Regions from separate parts of the Mus musculus genome. Here all the other regions are linked to region 2. The links are chromatin contacts, called in public HiCAR-type and capture Hi-C maps. All regions are on one chromosome and are shown on one strand. Each heading gives the region's core, a stretch centred on a gene start, on an enhancer-like site or on the middle of the called end of the contact. The rest is flanking DNA. Distances are from core to core; before and after follow the strand shown.

The links. HiCAR-type assays count read pairs that join an accessible place to other places. Capture Hi-C pulls out chosen DNA fragments and counts their contacts.
Region 1: a contact with region 2 is called in a HiCAR-type map of astrocytes, with 2.3 times the contacts expected there. The contact joins the promoter of Nek7 here to the promoter of Crb1 in region 2. A contact is called at or near these places in 4 of 39 promoter capture datasets (cranial neural crest, frontonasal cranial neural crest, hippocampal neurons and 1 more) and 1 of 115 datasets of contacts at active chromatin or transcription factors (astrocytes).
Region 3: a contact with region 2 is called in a capture Hi-C map of embryonic stem cells, with 3 times the contacts expected there. The contact joins the promoter of Lhx9 here to the promoter of Crb1 in region 2. A contact is called at or near these places in 4 of 39 promoter capture datasets (cranial neural crest, embryonic stem cells, hippocampal neurons and 1 more), 1 of 484 Hi-C or Micro-C datasets (the N1E-115 cell line), 2 of 115 datasets of contacts at active chromatin or transcription factors (embryonic stem cells and forebrain) and 2 of 9 other capture datasets (adipose tissue and embryonic stem cells).

What each region holds. Positions count from the first base shown.
Region 1 is chr1:138,618,449-138,622,514 of GRCm38.p6, forward strand. It overlaps Nek7 (NIMA (never in mitosis gene a)-related expressed kinase 7), which reads right to left and starts at 1,309. Exons shown (of 10, transcript NM_021605.4): 1 at 1,104-1,309.
Region 2 is chr1:139,375,110-139,378,931 of GRCm38.p6, forward strand. Crb1 (crumbs family member 1, photoreceptor morphogenesis associated) reads right to left here and starts at 1,967. Exons shown (of 12, transcript NM_133239.2): 1 at 1,732-1,967. The coding sequence starts at 1,801.
Region 3 is chr1:138,840,083-138,843,900 of GRCm38.p6, forward strand. Lhx9 (LIM homeobox protein 9) reads right to left here and starts at 2,362. Exons shown (of 5, transcript NM_001042577.1): 1 at 1,726-2,362. The coding sequence starts at 1,899.

The sequences.
Region 1 (4,066 bases), core at 59-2,558, 760 kb before region 2:
TTAGGTTGCATGTTAGTTCAATAAAGTGCACTGGCCATCACGAAATACTGCAGCCATGAATACTAGTGAGAAATGCTACAAAGCACTGCAGGCTTTATCTTTTATTCATCATTTTCAGAGTTTGTCCGGTTGTCCCAAACTATAAATTTTTGAGTATGAGTACTAAACCTTTCTTGGATCACATCAACATCCCATCGTCTAGAAGAGAACAGATTTATAATAAGCTTATTCGGAACATTATTCTGTAAAGCAACTCTATCAAAGCACACCGTCATGAACGTCAGTTCCTCCCGGGAACTGCAGATTCCTTGGAGGAGAAACTAAAGAGTGGTCCTAATAATGCTCTATAAACTGCGGGCATTGAATCCAATTACAACCTTTAAAGTTAGTAATCTCAAAAAGAAAAAAAAGTCCTTTACATCTCTAGATTGTTTTTGCTATATTCAGTTCCATCACCAGAATTGTAAAGGGCACAAAACATATCTTACTTTAAAGTAAATATATTCTTAGTGTTTAGCGCGGGCAAAGACTTAGGCTATTCGAGTATAGTATGTGAGTCAATAAATGTATCTCTTGTGGGTCTTCCAAGGCCTCTAGCACCAGGCGGAGGCTATCGACATTGCTTAGCAGCATCTTCCACGGCCTAACTTCACCTTCGCCCCACTGGGACTCAGCTCATACTTTGCTGCATCCCAGCCCTGGATCGGTTTCAATCGGACCTCGACCTGACTACCCCACCACTCACGCTCGACTGACTCCCCGGTCCGTGAACTTCACTTTTCTAAACTGGGCTGCAGCCGAATCGGTTGAGCCAATCCTCGAGCTGTAAATAGCCAAGGTGACCAATGAGCTCAGCCCGGAGGCGGGTCTTCGCTGGAGTTCCTCCTGTCGGAGCCCGGAGACCTGTTGCCGCCACCACCACCGTCGTGGAGCTTCCTGGGGTCGAAGCGCCCGGACTCTGAGCTCCTGCAGCCAGCGGCCTGCACCACGCTCCGCCAGTTGCAGGCGTCCCGGGCGGTCCTCGGAGGCACGAGAGCCCGAGGCCCCACGCGGCCCGCCCGCTCCCCGCACCGGCCCCACCCGGCCGGGCCGTACATACTCACCGGGGCGCCGGGGCAGCTCGGTCTACGCGGGCTGCAGGGCTGCGGGATCCGGGGCCGATCGCCTCTCCCCGCGCCACTGCAGGCGCCGGCTCCCACCCTGCTCGGCCCGCGCTTCCCACTGCGAGGTTAGCGGCGGCCCATCCTCCCGGCTCCGCTCCTCCTCCGGCGGCCGCGGCTGTCAGGAGGGTAAACATCCCGGCATCCCCGAGGAGAGGGCGGGCCGCCGCAGGCCCCTCCCCGCGCCCGCACCCTGCTCCGGAGCCCACGCTACCACTTTCCCGAGAACTGGGGTGTGCCTCGCTTACGGCGGTCGACCCCTGCCTCCAGATCGGAGTTTTTTGATCCCACTTACCAAGTAGTTTAAGCTGCCTCTACATGGTGTCAGTGCAGGCAAACGAGAGTTTTCCCGGAGTCTGGCTAAGCAAATCTAGACTTTAGCGTCCCAGTTTTAAGAAAGCTTTTCAGGACCCTTCCGAAAGTTGAACTAGTTGGTAGGTATGCAGAATCTTTGGGATACAGGCACACTCACAAAGTGGCATTACAAAAATATTACATTAGATAAATTCGTTTACACGTCACATATTTGCAATATGGGTCTCTCCCTAGTACATGGAGCTTTTCAAAAGCAAAGCTTTGATTCCTACTGTTCCACTAACCAGATTTGAACGAATGGAGCGAACAGCTAGGAGGCAGTGTAGAGTCTGTCATACCTAGATGCTAATCATTCAGTGGCCAGTCGCTTAACTTATCGTGGTCTTTCTTGGAAGTCAGCCTTAACGCCTCTCCTTAGAAACAGACGATGACATACAACAGCGTGCTTGAGCACAGATCTTAACCATTTGATATCAGTAGGCCTTTTTCTGGTTTCGTTCCCCTGCCAAGGGAATAGAGCCAAAAAACAACAACAAGAAAAAGCGGTATTATAGCTCAAATGGATTAAAACAATAGAAGCAAGATTTAGAAAGTTTGGGCCAGCAAGATGACTCAGGAGTTTGATTCCCAGGACCCACAAATTGTTTTCTGACATCCGTACTGCAATGTGACACACACACGAATGCAAGTATGTGAAATATAATTAGAAAAGAATGCAAACGTTAATTTTAGTAAGAAAATTAAATTTCAAGAGGTGACGTTGGGGCAAGTGCTTAATCGGTACAGATTTGCCAGGTGGAGTTCTACAATCAGCTACGTGCAAGAGCCCTGCTCTCATAAAACTTAGCTTCAGTGAGGAAGTCCAAATTACCTAATGTCTTTTATATCTATTTCATAGAGAAACAAAGCTCGGGGTGTGAGTGCTCCTTTAAACATGTTTATCAGGGAAAGTCACTTGGAATTTGAGCAGAGACCTGAAGATGTGAGAAAAGGAGCCATGTGACTGTCAGGAAGTAGACTGTTTTACCCAGGAAATGCAAGGTTACCCTGTCAGGCATGGGTTCGCCATGTTGGAGAAACAGCCAGTAAGCCTATGCAGGTAGGATCCAACTTAGTGAGCAAGGGAGAGAGGCTGGTGGAGTAAGAAAGGGTGAACTATCAGATGTGGAACTTCGAACTCTTAATTTTTATTCTGAATGAAATGGAAATTCATTGCAGGTGTAAGTTGAGAGACAACAGAGCTGTGAAGAATAAAGTGGAGGGTGAAGAAACTGGAAGTTTAAAAGGAAACATAATGGTATCTGTAACACATTCTGATCAGGCTTAGACCAGAATGCTAGCAAAACCAGACAGACCCCAGATACATTTCCATGATAGAGCCAACAAGGTTTTCTGCTGCATTGAATGTGCTATATGAGAGGAAGCTAGGATGAAGCCAATAAGTTGGCATTTGGCCTATATCATAGGTCACATCACACCAAATCAGCCACAGTGGTACTCCATGCATAGGCATAACTTTAGGAAAAACTAAAAGACCCGAGGTACCAGACGATGGATCAGAGCTTGTTCTTATTCGCTTTGCTATTACCAGTTTAGAAAATGTAGATTGATAGGTACCCCGATTTAAGCACACTGCCAATTTATCTACACGCTGAATAGTCTGTACAAGCTATACTTACAAGCAAACACTGCTAAGCAAACACTATACTTACCGAACACTGAGTGAGGGTCAAATTGGGCAAAAGTCAGCTCATACATGCTTAGTGGCTGCAAAGCCTTTATCTAGAAAGAATGCTTTTGGTGTTATATGATGTCCAAAGTATTAAACTTACGTAATAATGTGTCCTATTTTTTTCTACTTGTAAAGGCTTCATGGCTACAGATAAATAGTATACAGTGTTGCAAAGACTGGGAAGAGGGTCAAAACAGAAGACACTATATATACTTTTTCTTTCTAAATTTATATCCCCTTCTTTGTGGGCAGGCAAGGTTATTCCCAGGCGCCAGCAGCCAGCCTCCTGGCCTAGAGCAAATGCTAATGGAAAAACAGAGAAGCCTGCCCAAGAAGGCTCCTCCGGCTCAGGACACTTAGAGCAGAAGCGCCTTTAACTCCTCTTCTATCCATCTCTCCTCTGAGCGTTCTCCCCAAATGCTGCTTTAGCTTCATGCTCTGCATTCATTATAATCCTTTGTATGAATAACTCAGTATTTATACATAATTACCATGTGGCACATATACTACATATCAGATTAACTTGGTTATAAACAGTATCTGGATATCATACTTAAAAACTCTCAGTTCATAACCAAATCTTCAAGGTTTCTTTTTTCTTTTTTATATATCTGTTGGCCCCACACAAGAAAAAAAATTATCAGCAGTATTTATTCTCAAAACCATCTCTCCATAAACTAACCTGAAACAGATGTTGCATACCAGTGCTGGCATAAATATAATTTCTCCATAAGGAAAGAAACTTACGAGGGGAAAAAATGTTTCCCTGAAGAAGAATGATGAAGTAATATTAAAAATAATTCTCCTTTGAGAGAGAACCTGGCCAGTGGGGTAGACCAGAAAGGTCTGGTCTTCTTGA
Region 2 (3,822 bases), core at 717-3,216:
GGTATCACACAAAAAGGTAATTAATGTTAAATGTAATTTACTGGGTGCATGGTGGGGCGTACCTGTAATTGCAGCACTGAGGAAGCTGAGGCTAGAGGTCACAAGTAAGAGGCTAGCCTGACCTATATAGTGTGTTTGGATCCAAGCAGACCCAAGTCACTGACTGAAACTCTACTGCCCCAAATAGTGTAAACTAAATGTTCTGACTACAAAGGCAACACTGTTACTCCCTGGCAACAAATATAACACAGATAAAAGGCTCCCTGTCTGCTTAAAAGCTCAATAAAATGAAGTTTCAAATTTACTACTTTAAACAAACAAACAAACAAACAAACAAGGTTTGCTGAAGAATAAATGAAGTAGTTACAAATATGTGTTTAGAGTCTACTGGTAAAGTAAATGAAACAAAGCGAGTGTATGCTCCTATGCATGTTCTCTTTTACACAGTTACATGTTTGAGAAGTTACATATATGAGCTCTAAAGAACACTGTAGACAATTTAATGAGTATTTCACAAAGTGACAAAGTTCTTTGCCACAAAGAAAATGGCATCATTTTTCACTTTATGTCCCCCTTCTGTGTGTATCCTCCCACTGTGTATCTCAAGGTAAGGTACCTCTCACCCACTGCATGTTACTTGGAACCCACCCATTATAAGTTTGAAAGAGGATAAGCAACTTTAAAATTATAACTCTTTATCCAATACATCTCTGAAAATTTTTTCCCTCCATGTGCTTTATGATGAGCGTTTTAGTATTTATTTGAAGTTTGATTGGGCTTTTCTGGCTGTCCCAGCTGCCTAGCAAGAGGACCTGTTTGTATCTTCACCTAATCTCGGCTGTTTGTCCAGCTGTAAACCGTACCAGTTAGAACCTCATAGCACTGTTGCAGTGACAGAACACTACCCAGATTACCCACCACTGTATTGGTGCTAGTGGTCTCACACAAAGACAGCTGCTCCTTATTTTGTCCGTATTGATATTCAGATGCAACAGCCGTAAATCACATGGCCCCTCTGACAGGCACACACTCTCCTTGTCTTCTTTTTAAATGAGTACAATAGCTATGGTCCTTCATAAACACACAGCTGGGGCCATTCTCCCTGATTCTTGAGACTGCCACAAACATAACAAGATTATCAGGGGTGGGGGTGGGAGGCGTCGTCACTCCTGTTTATATTTGGGGAAGTTTGTAAAAATGATGCCTTTGTTTATCAGACAGAAGCACACAACTATATGGTTATTTCTCTAGTGCTGGGAAAAAGTACAGTTTTAACCATTCTCCTTTAGGAAGCCTTGAGACCGCCCCTCTGATTACAAGAACAAGTGTTGCAATGCAAGAATTATTAACATATGGAAACAAATTCATAGCATATGAGAATAAGAGCCAAGATAACTTATTAGTAACATCTCTTTAACAAAGATCAACTATAAAGTGCCACAAACTATTTCACAAGTGTGCAAATACAAAAAAGAAAAAAGAATGAAGAAAAAAATCTGTTTCCTCCTGGCTATTTCATTCAGTTTTATGCTTTTCAGTCAACAGATAAAACAGCCTGAGAACCTATTTACTGTAATTCCTAAAACCTGGACCAGAAGCGCTATCTTAACCACAAGAGCACTTACTAACACCTATAAGAAACAAACACATCCTTCCTTGGAACTGTATGCAAGAGATCTATCTACTAAGCCAGGAAGAGAGGCAGGGCATTGCTAACTGGGGAGGGCTTACTCTTTATGCAGATGAGCAGTGAGGAGCTGAGGTACAGGAAGAGAAGGTAGGCAGTTCTCTTGAGCTTCATGTTCTTACTTAGAGAACACCCTCTGAAGTGCTGCTGAAGCTATCCCTGTTTGGCTCTTGACTCCTGTGTGGTTCAGAGAAGAGCAGGTGCCTCAGAGAGCCAGGATGCCATCTCTGTCCCACCCCTCCCAGGGCTCCTCCACAGACAGAGAATCAGAAAGCACTTCTCTTTCACAGCACCTTACAGGCACAGGAAGACGGTAACCAGTCAATCCTGGAGCAGATTTTTCCAGCCTGGATTGGATTCGTGTCCCCCTCAGGCTTCCGTGAACAATGCCTCCTGGAAAGGCTTTGTTTTAGGATAGGGTCCTTGATTGCTCCTAATAGAGAAATTAATTTCTTCTGACAGTATTGGCACGTGATTATTCTGATGTGGCTACTTTTAAAGAAACACTCTATATTTTTGTAAATTACATTCTCTTTCAAAACTCTGTTTACAGGTTAGTAACTTTTTCTGTTTCTAAACCCTACAATGACAGTTCAGTAGTGCTTTTGCTGTTGATAGGGTAGAAAAATTATAAGAAAAAATAAGCTATCATATAACAGTGGCTAGAATTATAGAGACATGGGGGTAATATTTCTTTCAAGTGTTTACACTTTGCTCATGAAGTTACATCCTCTTGGATTTATTAACCTTTTAACATCATTAACTTATGCAAATTAATAGGGCAAAAGAAATCCCTTAACTAAAAATGGAATGCTGAATTTTTTGATTGGTATTTATGCTAGTACATGTCTATGCTTTTTATATAACAAGTGTTGGCTCTGTCGCTTAAAACAACTGATTCTGTGTAAATCTTCAGAGTTCAGTTAGATGTTTAATGATGCTGCAGCATCTATTTTTGAAGGTTTTATATTTTCTGCTTACATATGAAAGACCATAATCTCTCTCTCCCTCTCTCTCTCTCTCTGTATATATATATATATATATATATATATATATACATATATAATGTATATGTGTACATATAATATATGTGTGTATATATAATGTATATGTATATATAATATATATTACAAAATGGCAAATATGCATTCAGAATTTCATATTCCACAGGGTCTGAGAATTATGCTCATTGGTTGGGTTATAAAAACCCAATTAACATGTAGTACAAAACAATTTTTGCATGGAACCTGAACTAGCAGAAGGTGAGACATTTCAGTTCTGCGTTTTTTTTTTTAATTGCATTGCTCATTTTTTTAAAACGTTTTTATGATTCTTTTCACATCATAAACCTTAGTCCTGCAATGTAGGGATGATCTTTCTGTGTACTGTGTAAAGGTTGTATTATTCAAATGCTGGTTTTTATACCAGGGAGAGAGTTGAGGACAGGACAGACTTGGACTTCGGTATTATTTTTATGAAGCATCACCCGTCTCCATCATCTTCTGATTGGTCAATAAAGAGCTGGCCAGCCAATTTACTGGGCAGAAGAGAATAGGGTGGGACTTCTGATGTGTGTGTGTGTGTGTGTGTGTGTGTGTGTGTGTCCCAGGTAGAGAGAGGAGAAGGGCAATGAGAAAGGAGAAAAAGTGGCCACGAGAAAAGGTCGAGGAGGAGCCATGATGAGCAGGTCGCCAAAGGATTTGTCATGAGATCGACGTGAGAGAGCAGCTGTGAGGGTTCATATGAACAGAGCAAGCCAGGAAGAGACTCAAACTGCAAGTAACATGGGGCCTGTGACAGGGAGGTAAATGGCTTAAAGGGTTAGAATAGCTCAGAGCCTGCCCAGCTTAGGTTTGCAGCTTGTTAGTAAAAATACCAGGTCTATGTCTATTATTCAGAAACTAAAATGGGCATTAAAAAATGCATTATACTGCTCAAACTCCCCATCTCCTTATATCTGCCCTCCACAACTGTAGTCTTAACCCCAAAATAAACACACACACACACACACACACACACACAGAGAGAGAGAGAGAGAGAGAGAGAGAGAGGGAGAGAGAGAGAGAGAGAGAGAGAGCAAAACAAAGGATAGAAAATACCTTATCATGGAAGCTGTAGTGGGTCATAGTGTGTCC
Region 3 (3,818 bases), core at 1,112-3,611, 530 kb before region 2:
ACAAGCACAAGGCAAGGCTGAGGGTGGGTTCGGGGCGTTGCCGCACAACCCGGGACGTCCTGGCAGAACGGCAACCCCAGCGCAAAACAGCACACCATTACAAGGGCCACAGAAACATTTGCAACTTCCCCCCATTTTCAACATTCTGTTCCCCTTCCTAGCATCCTGATCCTCCTAGCCTTGTGACCCTAAAAAAAAATCTCAACATCTTGAGCTTGCTGAGAGCCTACAGGATGTTTTGATGGGCGGTCCAGAAGGAGAATAACTAAGGCTAAAAATGTGTAACTTTCAAATAATACACAAAATAAAATAACAAACTGTTATTGAGAACTAGAATTCTGAAGTACGTGAATCTTTTATACACAGACAATACTATAATTCCTTTTTTTTTAATTTATATAGGCAGAATAATTTGGCCGTCGTTGTGATTCGGACATACCTAACAGCTCTTGCTGTTAAGGCCGTCGCCCTAGCCCTATCCTTGGTGAGAAAGTGAAGTGCCTGTCCTGAAAGAAGAGCCCCATCCATTCTTTTCCGTACACTCGCTCTTTTCTCTAGCCAGCACAAACAGCACAGATAATTATCTTGAATTTTTGATTCCCAAACTAAGACCTAGTTCCCAAATGAGGCTAGCTAAGGCGGTAAAACTTATTCTGAGAAACACAGTTGGGATGTGGTTGCCGCTTTTAAAATAAAGTAGCCATTACAAGTAAAAAGTTCACCGCTGGACCCTTTCCTCAGACTAGCAGAAACAGTCCGGGCTTCCCTTATTACATTCTGGTGGGCATGGGAAGGATAAATTTCGTCCTTTACTCAGATATTGGATTCTCACTGAATTAATTATACAAATAGCGACAGTGGACTATTATCCCAAAACCTCGCTGTTCTTGTCTAGAGCCCTCTCGGGTCAGTTTGAGCTACAGTCCTTGCTGTTATACAGAGGGTCTACAAAGCACTCTTTGCCCGGAATCATCTCCGCAGACTTCTGTAGTTTTTTCCCCCTTTGGTGCGTGGAAGGGGGACATGTTTAGGTTACTAGTATTTTCACGAAGACATAATAACTGCTGTTACGAATAGGAACCGCAATAGTAGATTCCATCTCTTGAGGTTGTAGCGCTCATGTTCTTGCTTTTAGACTAGGGACCCGCTCCTTCGCATTTTATTTGATTTGATTTCCCACTATCCAATACACTGGTCCCATAAGGAAGAGAAACGCAATTTTTGTGACGACCAGAGCAGCTGAACTGTCCTGCAGAGCCCCTAACAATCTCTGGTTTCGGGTGCTGAGCTCCGAAGAATGGGAAAAGGACCAGAACGTTGAGGTCTACTCTGAAGGTCTTGTCTTCTATCCCAGGGCAAGGACGCCAGGCCGGTAAGTAGTCCCCCTATTAACTGCACCAAGGCTTGCCCTGGGGGCGGGCGGATCCGGCCTGGCGGCCAGGTCGCGGGAGACTGGAGTTTGTGGTTGGCAGGGAGCACGCCCGCTCCTTCCAAGGCCCGCTGCCCTGTCGGCTCGGGATCAGCTGCTATACAAAGACTGGAGAGCTCAGGACTACAACATCTTAGACACCTCGATTCGGAAAGGGAACCTTGCCTAGCAAGCACGCCTCTCGTGAAAACCTTGCGAACATCCCTAGGCAAAAGTCCCCGGGACCCGCCATCCCCAACCTGGGCGGACCGGGAGACTCGCTGTTTCCCGGGCGCCGCGCCCGGACTGGTCCTTACCGCGTCGCGGCCGTTGAGCTGAGTGCCTTTGGTCAGACGGGCCTCAGTCTTGGATCTGCGCTCCATCTCCTCCATGATACCTTGGATGTGGCCTCCGGAGATTCCGTGGAAGAGCATGGCTGGGGGGCGGAAAGGACACGAATTGTTTTCGGCTCGGCACCCCACTATTTCCATAAACACACGCCTGGGGCTCTCAGTTCATTCGAGTGAAGAAGCAAAAGCGACCGCACAGGGCTGCGCGATGCAGAAGCGTAGAGACGCGTTGGGGAACAGGGACAAGAGAGGAAAGAAGAAAACGACAGAGTAGAAATAGCTCTACTTGAGAGGGAAAAGACCGAGGCAAAAGAACGACGGGGAAGGGGGCGGGGGGGGGGGATATCCAGGGTTTTCCAGAAGGAGATGTGCAGAAAACAAACAAACGCGGACGGAGGGAAAAGCAGGCGATTCTAACTGCAGCGAGAGATCGAGTTACTAATGGAAAACAACTGCCGAGGGGGGTTGAAGTGGGGGGGAGGAAAACAAAATCTAAGGAAGAAAGAAAAATAGTTTTGAACACAAAGAAAGAGAACGAAGTGCTAGATTCAGCGGTCCCCGGCTGCCTGCAAGTTCCCAGTGCCTGTAGGTTGCGTTGGGGACTGCTCCAGCCGGAGCTGTGTCCAATTTGTTAAGAGACTAAAGCCAGCCCATTTTTGATAATTTAGTAGGAGGAGTCCTCTCCCTGGAGCTGCCACGGATTTTTATTCAGACAACAAAGACCTGTCATACCTCCTCTCAACCCCCTGGTGATGGGCAAGCAGGGACAAACATTACAAAGGGGTGGGGGACTGGGGGAAAGGCAGAAGGAGGGGGTCTTTACCCCCTCCCCACATGCGCGCCTGCACACACACACACACACACACACACACACACACCCTCAAGCATACATCTTTCCAAGAGTTCCCAACAGTCATGTTTTCAAAGCGGTAAAGGAGCCCTTATTGTCCGCATCCTGGATTTGATCCTAGTTTATCCGACCCCAGCCAGGAGTGCACAGAAGATCAGTTCCAAACCTTAAGTTTCCTTCTCATCTACAGACTTTTTTAAATCCCCGTTTTACAAGACTGTCACCAGAAATGTATAAAAACCCCACAGACTTTGAATCACTCCACGGAAACGGTACTTTTAATGTATGCTCCCTTGCTCCCCATCTCTTCTTAACTTACTTATTAAAAGCACTCTTCAGACAGTTGTCTGCTTGCCTAACCTCCCCGAGGGCAGGCGGTGCCACCAGGCTCTGAGACGTCCACCAAAGTGAAAAAGGGGCGTGGAGAGCCTACTTTTCTGAGTAATACTTTTGGAAATATATATATTTACTATATATATATATACATATATATAGTAAATTTTTCGAGTGTACAGGCCAGGACATGCTTTTGTAGACTGTATACTTAACAGAACCTTGACCGTGGAGCGGGTTACTCTTTTACCTAATTCTAGATTGAAGGTAAACTTGGAATTCTAGAGTCCCCTTTGGAATTTGTCACCGTGCACAGGTCTTGGGTGAGCTGGATGCCCGACTAGGGTAGGACGACGAGGCAATAGCCGCTAGTGTTCCACACACTTAGAAGGGTGTGAAAGAGGCTCTGGGTGGAGGCGGGGAAGTGAGAACTAACAGGCAGGATGGCAGACTGCTCCTCACAAGAGATGGTATTGTTCTGTCGCCCTCTGTTCTAGTTAGCTCGGCCCTTCCCCTCCCTCTGGACCCATTAAAACGTGTCCACAATACCGCAATACTCTGATATTGTGGATTCACTGAAACGACCACGGGGTGGGGGTGGGGGGAGTCCTAGGATCGTGATGCCAGGAGCAGCGACGGGAACTTAATCCGAAAGGGAAGAAAGCCTGGCCGCTCCCGCTCCTCTCTGCCTGCTCGCCAGTCTCGGCTTCACCACCACTTCTCGGGCTTGCGGGCGAGCATCGGGGCTTCTGTCTAGAAAGCTGGAGAAGCACCCCGCGGCACCGCCGCCTCCCTCCACCCAGGCGGCTCCACGTGGAACTTTAACCCAATCTGGAAGGAAGGCTGAGGAGAAGAAGCTGGGGAAAGGGGCTAGGGA